2 separate regions of the Muntiacus reevesi genome follow, and region 1 is linked to region 2. Evidence: chromatin contacts called from public Hi-C data. All regions are on one chromosome and are shown on one strand. Each heading gives the region's core, a stretch centred on a gene start, on an enhancer-like site or on the middle of the called end of the contact. The rest is flanking DNA. Distances are from core to core; before and after follow the strand shown.

Region 1 (4,872 bases), core at 1,588-4,087, 390 kb after region 2:
AAGGACACAGGATTAAGTTATAGAATCTAGAAGTCTCTGAATCATGCCTACAGCTTTGATTTAGATTCACTTATCAATAACTGACCTGAACGGATAAAAATTCCTAAAGTTTCAGATAAAAGAAAACATTTTCTTTTGATGATGTTCTTACTATCTAAAACAGCGCACTTCTAAGGAGTACAGTAACACCTTTTAGAATGATGCTAGAAAACAAACTTCCTTCTGCTGTCACCTGACCACTAAATGGGTTTTAACACCTCATAAACAAAATACAGAGGTCTAGCCCAGAATACTTTCCTGAACCCAAAGTACAGCTGTTGTAAATCTGCAACATTAATCCACAGTAGCCAAATACTTGCTATAATTAGAAAGTTAATGTGAGCAGTGAGTCATTTATAGCCCATACTTTGACTTACCTTAAATATCCCAGTAACGTTTATTTCTTGAAACTTTCAACTATTATTTTATATTTTGCATTTCTACCTACTAATTTAAATTTTTTCTTTGGGGAGAAAATAAAATGCTCTTTTAGGAAAAATTTTTTAAACTAAAAAGAACAAAAATCCCTCAAACTGGAAGTTATGATTCTAGCTTTCAAGAAAGGGTTAGGGCAAGGGGGCTGTATTGTAGGCCCAAAAACTAAGTACCTAAAAACCTGATATACAAAATAAGTGGATCACATCTGAAATCTAGTTCTTTTAAAAAGTAAAAAAAAAAATTTGAATCCCATAGTTGCAAATTCTCTTTAAAACAAATTCCTACGAATGAAAAACATAAGCGCATCCTACAGAGAGAGTAAACTGAGAAACCTCTTGTTTCTGGTAGGTCTGAATTTTCAATGCTCAAGAAGGGAAAGCCACTTTTTTAAGTTATTTTCTCCAACTGTCTCATTTTTCTGTGCAAGACAAAGTTCTCAAACTACAGAAGCCTCAGTTTTCTCCAGCTACCTTCAAGAAATGACATTTAAGGCGCTCTTAAATGCTGTAGTTTTAAATGCCCTATTTAAAAATATAACGTGCATTTAAACAGCAACTCTTTTTTAAGGTCGTCTAAGAGCTTAAAACAGAGACCATATAAAACACAACGAGATGAAGTTGTTCTGAAAGGCTTCACTTGGTCCAATATTTTTATTAAAAATATCATAGAAAGAAGTAACAAGTTTGCAAAAGAGGGCTTTCCATAAAGGCCGGATTTGAGGGCACTACCCTTCTCAAAGAGATGGAATGCTAGGATGGGGAGTGGCCAGGAAAGAGATGAAGCTTCATGCCTCTGAATAAAAGGGTTTACATTCTTCTAGTTCAAGCCAACCGAGTGCTATCTGACCAATCTTGAATCATCCAGGTTTAAAAGCCAGCAGAACAGTAGCCAATCCAGAAAGGGGACGGCTAGGAACACTCTTCTTCCCTGCGCCTCTCCAGAGCACGACTAGTGGTCGTTTTTGTGGAAGATGACTCCGGAGCATCACTTTGGTGTGTGACCAGAAGCATCAGACTGGTCCGCTGACTCAGGGCCTTGACCTTGACGTCTGTGTGGTTTGTTTTCGGCAAAGGGTGCCGTCGCTGGCCACACAAACCGAAGTGGTTCCTCCCAGCTCCCATTAAATCACCTACTTTTATTGTGATCACACCGATCACTACTGGAAATGACCTTGTTCAATTGTCCTTCCGGCCACCCCCTTTTCTCCCAGAATACCCGTCCCCGGCACAGGTCGTCTGCTGAACGACCCCTCGGCCCCTGGCAGCGGCCGCAGCCCTCGGATCACCAGCAGCTCGGGCGTGGCCCGCGGTCTCCCGGCGCCAGGGCAGGGCGATCCCGCCCCCACTCCTCCAGGAACGGTCTCTCGGAGGCTTGGTCCTTCCCCCCACGCCCGGAGCCCGGCCTGCGGAGGCCGCAGCACAGCCGGGGCCTCGCGTGCTGCGCTTACCCATCACCTGGACCCTGCAGATGGCGCACGTATCGCACTCCACGTCCCAGCTCCACATGGCCACAGCGTTCCACTTCTTGAGAGAGAACATTTTGTCGCCGCCCGACTTGGATCCTGAGCTCCCCGAGTGAGACGACAGGGCGCAGGGTTCCTCACCGTCTTCCACGTCGGCCATAGCGGCGGCGCGGGGCCGGCGGCGGAGACGTTGGGTCGTGGGAGGTGGGCGGCTATGGCGGCTCCGTGGGGCCGCCCGACGGGCCACAGCGCCGCCCGCAGGCCGCGGGCCGCCGCGGGGGTCTAGGACGGGGCGGCGCCCGCGATTGGCTGGCGCGGCCCAGTGACGTCACCACACGCCGGCACCAGCGGCTTCCCGGAGTCCTGGTTCCCGGTACTCACGTCCCCAACGCCCGGCCAGCTCAGCGGGCTGAGAGACCCCGGGCCGACCCTGCGCGGTGGAGGGTTCCACTGCGCAGGAAACACGTGTCCTGTTTTATGTCTTCATGACACCGCTTTTAGAAGCTGTCTTGTTGATATGTTCGTTTGCCGTCCTTCTCAAATGTAAACGCCCTGGGAGCGGGGCCTATTTCTTGATCATCGCCTTCGTTAAGAACTGCAGCCTCGGGAGGAACAGTTATTTGTTGAGTGAATGAATGACGAGCTAGGAATCTGGTTCAACGGTTCTCAAATTTTTTGGTCTCGGGACCCCTTTACACTTAAAAATTACTTAAGGACATTTAAGAACTTTTGTTTGTGTAGGATGGATGTGTACATATACACGCTTATACATATGTATTTCCTTTTTAAGAAAACGGGAAAAAATATATTAATTCATTTCAAAACAGTAAGAAATCCATTACAAGTTATCCTTAGAATACCTATATTGGACACTCACAAGAGAGAATGAAGAGAAATAGCTATGACGGCTGTGCTGTGCTCAGCCGTGTCCGACTCTGCAGATACCATGGACTGTAGCCCGCCAGGCTTCTCTGTCAATAGGATTCTCCAGGCAAGAATACTGGAGTGGTGTAGCCATTCCCTTCTCCAGGAGATCTTCCCAACCCAGGAATCGAACCGGGGATTCCTGCATTGCAGGCGGACTGTTTACCAGCTGAGCTACCGGGGAAGCTCATAGCTATGAATACTGGTATGTAAATAGTTTTGACCTTGTTGGTCCCCTGAAAGGATTCCAGGAACCCTGGAGACCACACTCTAAGAAACTTAAAGGTAGTTTAATTTTTTATATGTAGGAATAATGAAGTCCCCAAATGTAATTTATAGTAATTCTGCTATATTTGTAAAAATATTATAAATAATATTATAATAAATTAATTAAAACAAATAATTATTAATATTTAATAATATTAAATTAATTAAAATTATTATAAAAATTATAAAAAGTAATTTATAGTAATTTAGAAAAGTAATTCTGCTATTCTGAGAAGGTGACAGTGGAAACCAGGGTTCTTCTATTGCTAGCCCAGGGTCATGTTATGTTTTCTCAAGCAAAGCAGGTAACATCTCCATTTAAAAGATACCAAACCTGAGGCACAGAGACCGGAAGATGCTTGGTCACCACTCCCACCTAGTGGTGGACACCTGCTGTGTCAGGATTAGGACTCAGAGCTTCCCACCTCTATTGGGACTCATCATTCCTTCATTTCCTGGTGTCAGGCCTTGTGCCCCTGGGTCTAGGCTAGCCAAACTCCAGAAATCTGGCAGAGGAGACAAGGATGCATTAAACGTGTAAGAATACAGTTATGGACACAGGGACACGTTTGGCCAGATGGTATAATATGTGCTGTTTGTTGAGTGGTGCATTAAGTGCTCTAATAGACAGAAACGTTCCTCAAGACAGATGGAGTGAGGGCAAACCTCATAGAAGAGGTAAAGTTTGAACTGGGGGGGGGGGGGGGGGAGATGGGAGGCCTTGGAGTCCAGGAAGTAAATGGAGAAAGCAAACGGACAGAGCAGTAGTGGTGGTAGCAGGTATAAATCTGACCGCAGTAACTTCACAAGCCAGACAAAAATGTCTGTAAACAAACCCAGATGAACCATCCAGAACATGTTTCATTCACATTAAGCTATTGCATATGTGACTGTAAATGACTATAAATGCTAGATAATTAATTTTTAAAAAAAGAAGACTGGAACCCGAAGAGGATAAAAATGCCCCACTTGGTGTGAACTGGGCAGTTTGAAAGAGAAAAAGACGGACCTTAGATGAAAGGCCAGAGGATAATTAAGAAGGAGTGGTACCTGTTGGTGTTGAGTCTGAACCTCACCTCCCTGCCCCTGGATTATTGTGTCCTGGCTTCCTTCCTATCTCTGCTCCCCACTCTAGCATTCAATCTAAAATGCCTGTTTAATTTTCCTATACTCCTTTTCCACCCAGCACTCTGCTGCTCAAAATGTTCCACGGCTCCTCTTTATCATTACAGCAAAATCTAAGTGTGCCAGTTGGTCCTTTAAATCCTGCCACAATATAGCACCAATCCACTTTTCCAGTGTCATTTCCTAAGCACTCCTCACTGAGACCCTCATCAGGTTAGTTAGCTCAGGCATCCAAATACACTGAGGACTGTCTTTTTTCCCCCCCTCTCACATTTTAACACCTCTGAAATTGGTCAGAACTTCTCTCTACCTGCTCCAGCTACATTGCTTCTGCACTGAGGAAAAACTCACTCATCTTGTTGTCCTTAGTGACCATTCTTTGCCACTATTCATTCCTCCCAGAAAAATCATGACACGTGGCACTTATTGTGTTTCTTCCTCTCTTTTGGCGCCAGGTCATATAACAACCCAAAAGTGCTGTTACTGATGTTCATCAAACAATTATAAGGTGTTTTTTTTTTAACTGACAGCTCATAAATGGTAAAAACCTTAAAATAGTAAATTGAGGACCCAATGGGAAAAAAGCAAGTACTGTTAATAGACTCTTCAGAAATTGC
Region 2 (5,444 bases), core at 1,065-3,564:
GAGAAAGCTGACTGTTGTGCAAATTGCTAAATTGAAGCTGTGAGTGGGAATGAAAAATTGATTTACATGAATTTTTCTCCCTGAAGCAACTTGACAATTTATTCTGTTCTGGAGAATTTTCAGGTTTTGGCTTCAAAATCAAGCTGTTCCTTATTCTGAATTTCTTGGCCTGCTGTGAAACTAGCATTTAGTGTCTTTTACAACATACCCTGATTAGGTCATGGAAATTCACAGCCAGATCAAACCAGTATATGGAAAATTTGAACCTGCATGCCCACTTTACTTCATGGTATTGGAAGCTGTTATGAAACACTGACTTTTAAAGCATTTTTTTTTCAAAAGCACTATTATCAAATGATCATAATAATCATTATTTATTGAACACTTACTATATGTATTACATAGCAAAATCCTCATATTAACTCTACAGGAAACATGTAAATTGCCAAATATTAACTATTTTATATGGTTTAACTTGATATCATTTTCAGACTCTCACCTTAAAAATTTACAGAAGTCAGAGAATCACTGAAATCCATAGCCTTACTCCAATATTTAGTGGAGTTGTCTTCATAGATAAAAAGATTCCAAACATAATGTCCAGTATATTATACTTCATTATATAATATAATAAAGCAGTTTTATTCAATTAGATGTGTGTGTGTGTGTGTGTGTTTAGTCGCTTTAAGTCGTGTCTGACTCTTTGCGGCCCCGTGGACTGTAGCCCATAGTACTCTTCCTAAGTACTCTTCCTAAATTAACATCCACCACTCCCCCCCCCCCCCAATTAGCCCAAGCACAGCCATGCGTCTATTAATACTTCTTGGATTATTTATACAATATACCGAGGTGGTTTACAATCCAGCTCTCCTGCTAGACTTCTTGAGGATGGAGGTTTCATCTGTTTTGCTCATTTTTGTATCTTTGTCCCTAGAGTGTTTGAAAAGTATTTAAGTTGAAATCTCAATAAAATTTCTGTGGAAACTACATCTATTGATCCATTACTGAAAAATGCAAGGTAATGACTCCTTTGGGGCTTTTGCATTTTAGAATCAGTCCAAGGAGACTGCATTGGGCTTTCTTGACCGCCTAGGACTTATCTATGTACAGTTTTGCAGAAATCATCTCTCCACTCAACCCGAGAGAGGTCCAAAGGCGCGTTCTCTCCGCCTCCACTCCCTTTAGGTATTTATTTAAATGGCACGTTCCTGTCTCCTTGTCTGGGCACTCTAAAACAGGCCATCCCTTAAAGCCATCCCTGGTCTGCCAGATTTTTCCCCCACAGCGTGTCCCAGCATGTAACATAGCTTATATTTTACTTATTTCTTTTGCATATTATCTTTACCACCGCACTAAAATGTAAGTGAAGTGGAATGAAAGTCTCTCGGTCACGTACGCCTCTTTGTGACCCTATCGATTACACAGTCCATGGAGTTCTCCAGGCCAGAATACTGGTGTGGGTAGCTTTTCTCTTCTCCAGGGGATCTTCCCAACCCAGGGATCGAATCCAGGTCTCCCGCGTTACAGGCGGATTCTTTACCAACCAAGCCACAAGGGAAGCCCACTAAAATGTAAACTTACACATGATTTTTCAGATAGGCACAGAATGTATTATTAACATTAAACTAAATAGGTATTTGGGGGTGGGATCTGCGATTTTCTCTTCAGCGTCCATGTGACATGGTGACCTGTCCGGGTTTGGATCTTATTTGCCGGTTTGTTGAAGACCTCACACCCTAGCAGTCTTTAACCCACTGTCTGCATAATTTACAAGGTACTGCAAACTTGGCCCCACACGTGGCCTCATCACTCGTCCGCTCTAGGCTGCTCCCCCGGAGGTGACTGATCAAGTGACTGGGAACCGAGATGTCCCTGGGAACTAGGGACACCCGTTTCCCTTTTTCTAAGAAAGATCGGGGTTTAATTGTAAGGGGCCGGGGGGATGAGGGCGGATGGAAAAGTCAGGATCAGGATTCCCACCCAGGCCGGGGGAAGGGGGAGAGGGTGTGGCTATAATTTTAGGCCTCAGGCCTGTAGCCGGCTCCGGAGGCGGCTGGGAAGCACGCGGCAGGATCGTTGCAGGCGATCCTCTGAGAACCTCCAGTGGACTACCCAGATACCCCACAGAGTGCTTAAGACCCCGCTCCTCCACCTCGCGGCCCCCTCCTCTCTTTGGGAAGCCTGGGGGCGGGGTTTGTTTACTCCGTGCACGCACCGCCAGCCTGGCCAATCCGTGGGGAGAGGCGCCGTACGTCATTCATCCAGAGGGCCAATCGGCGCTCACCGTGCTGCTCCGCCGCCAAAGCTTGCGCGGGGGAAGCGGGGCAGTGTCTGGGCCGGGCGAGGGCGGACGAAGCTGCCGGAGAATTCGGCTGCAGCCGCTGGCGCTGCTCGGTTCTCCAGGCGCGCCCTGACCCTTCCTCTTTGGCAGGCTCGAAGGCGCGCGCGCGCGGTCGGCGTCCTGGGGCTTAGAACTCCAGGGCCTCGACTAGGCAGGCCGCGGCTCGCCCACCCTTCCGCGAGTGTGAGTCCGCTGGGATCCGGGTGCCGCCAAGCGCGGGCGCCACTGTAGCAGAGGCGCCTGAAAACGCGCTCCAAGCTCGAAGAACAGTCCTGCGCGGCCGCCTTGTCCCCTGCAGCCAAGCGGCGGTAAGGTCCGGGGCGCGGGCGCGGGCTCTGTGCGGAGGGCCTCTGGACCCCGCCCGGCGTGGTCCTGGGCAGGTTTCCCTCCCTGCGTCTCCGGGCCCCCTGGTCACTCTGGGTCCCATCTGTTTATTCCCACGCGTTCTTCCAGGCCTGGCCGAGTAACCCTTGAGTGCCTGGGGAAGGGAGTGGGAAACCCGAGACTACCCTCCACCCCCAACACACACAGAGCAAATTGCGGGGAGGCACCGTCCCTGAGTCACGCCTGCTGGAAGAGAGGAAGGGCTGCTTTCTACTTTTTTCGGTATCTTTAGAAGAATGGCTTCTAAGTCTGACTTTTCCGACTTTTTCTCCTTTCGTGACCCACATGCCTTCATCTGTCTCTACCAGGTGTATTTCACAGTTCCAAAGCCTCGTGCGCTTGGAAGAGCCTTGCAACCTCCGCAGGGAACTTTCCTCTAAAGTAGGGGATCACTTTTGGGCCCTGACTCTGAGAAATTCCGGAGATTTAAGGTTCCTTTCCATAGAAAAGTGTAAGAGTTTTGTAGGATCTTGCAGGGAGGCGTGCAGCTAAGATGAGCGCCCAGTACCAGCTTGTGTTCCCTGACGTTGTGTGGTCTCAGTTCCTTCATCTGTAGTAGTAACCCCCTATTGGGGGTGGTCAGGAGGAAATGGACTAATCGGTGGAACTATTTGGAACGAAGTTCGCGTCCTACGAAGTGCCCTGCCCTGCATGAGTTAGGCATTGAATTGACCACCCTGCATGATGGTTTAGAAAAGTTCCCCCTATTGTTTTTGGTTTTTCTGTTGAGACAGTTAACAGCTTCATCCCTTTCCGTATTCACTGCTAAAGCTCCCTTTGAGCCTTTGAATTCTTTTTTTTTCCTCATTCCGTCTCAGAGGGCTCAGACTCCCTGTCCCATTTCTTTGCTCTCTTTTTAGTAAGTCAGTAGCTCATTCCCTTCCTTCCCCTTTGTCTCCCAAATCTTAGTGTGTTTTTTCCACTTGAGTTCTATAGCCTGATTTTTTTCTGGGCCACTTTTCTCTTAATGGCTTGAAATCATCTTTACCTAATAGGTATAGTTTAGGTTATTCATCTGTTCTTTTTTTTTTTTTCATCTGTTCTTTATACAGCGTAATCATGAGCCTACTGTACAAAATTAAATAGAAATTAATTTCGTTGATCTGTTATTGCATGTTGCTTTTCCATTTCATTGGTTGGCCTGCAGTTTAGCTAAAGTTTTATCACTATCCTGTTACTGTAATAAATCTTTAATGGCAGTGGCCATTCTCAAGTAGCACCGGGAGAAAAATCAAATGTCTAGGCCCCAGATTCTATCACACTTGTATGCTGGCGCTTGATGCATTTGTTATTTATTAGAACATCTTGTGCCTGGAACTAGAGTCTAGTCTCATGGCAGACATGGTGTTTGTAGCCCTGTTCTGGCAGTGCAATTGCAGTTTCAGCAGCATGGTGCTTATATTTAATAAAGGCCCATGACTTATTAAACTCTTGTTTTTGAGTTCCATTATGTGTGGTTGGTTAATTAGGAGAGAAAACAGAATTTTCAAGTGTGTCATACTTAATGTTACCATTTTGTGATCATGTACCTTTCCCACCAACTCTTGGAAATGGTGACGTCCAACTGGCACTTTCAAGTTTTTCCCTTGCAGCCAAAATTCTTAACTGTCTGAGCTATGTCCTCTCTTTGCAGCTTGAAATTGGATGTACAGATAGATTTATCCTTAATATGGAGAGTGTTTGTGGATTAAAATTATTCACTGAAACACAAGCTGAAGGATTCAAAGATTGCTTTTTGGAATTAGGAATTGTAATGTGCATATACCTTTGCTTTTTTTTTTTTTTAGCATGATAGAAAAACTGTTTTTTGTTTTGTTGTTGTTGGCATTTTTATGTTTTATGCATAATACATGAGTTGTTTATATTTACATCTGCACTTTACCATTTTTAAAGCCCATTTAGATACATGAAAGTTTTTAGAGTTTGGTAAGAAACAGATTAAGCCAAAATTAAGCCTAAGTTCATGGCATAGGTTAGAACCTGGTATTTTAACTTCTAGTCCGTTTTCTTAGTTTGTCAACCTTAACAGTTAACTGGGACTGAAAGATGAAAAGTTTAAGGCTTGAAAGTAGAAGGAGGCACTTTCTAATTTGGGCATTAAATATTAGTTATTGAGTAGTACCTTGGCATCTTATTTTTTATCTTTAAACTTAGATATGTTTCTTTAAAAGATTAAACAATAAGCCATTATAACTGATAGTCAGATCTTGTAGTCAGTTTACATTGTCACTTGGCAAACTTGATTTCACTTTTTTCTGAACTCAGCATCATATTTTAAGCTCTTATTGCAATGTGTATCTTAATGTATCTTAGAAGAAACTAGAAAGCATAGAGTTCAGAGTTTTTTTCAATCCTAAAATTTTAAGTTGTGATGAATTTTCTAGATTAAATATATTCACCTCTTCATACTTGAATCCTTTCCATTTTAATCTGAGGTATATGATTCTAGGGGTAGGACATAAATAGATTTAAAGGTAGATTTGTGGACCCTTGAAAACTTTATACAAAATTATATGTATTTGGATATTTTGTGGAGAGAAGGTTCATAGGTTCTGAGGTAGAGATATTTGGACAACTTTAACTTCTAAGAAATTATTTCTTTTATTGAACTAAAGTTATCTCTTCACTGGCTCTAGTTCTGTCTCTTCTATGAGTTTTCAAATATTCGAAGACACTTCCTTATGTTTTCCTGATTCTTTTCTTCTCTGGACAAAATATT

The links. A called contact is a pair of places that touch in the nucleus more often than the background predicts.
Region 1: a Hi-C map of blood shows a contact between it and region 2, with 3 times the contacts expected there. The contact joins the promoter of RNF7 here to the promoter of TFDP2 in region 2. A contact is called at or near these places in 2 of 3 Hi-C or Micro-C datasets (blood and muscle).

Annotation. Positions count from the first base shown.
Region 1 is chr8:7,512,303-7,517,174 of mMunRee1.1, forward strand. RNF7 (ring finger protein 7) reads right to left here and starts at 2,838. Exons shown (of 3, transcript XM_065942934.1): 1 at 1,932-2,838. The coding sequence starts at 2,099.
Region 2 is chr8:7,121,876-7,127,319 of mMunRee1.1, forward strand. It overlaps TFDP2 (transcription factor Dp-2), which reads left to right and starts at 2,315. Exons shown (of 12, transcript XM_065942263.1): 1 at 2,315-2,649.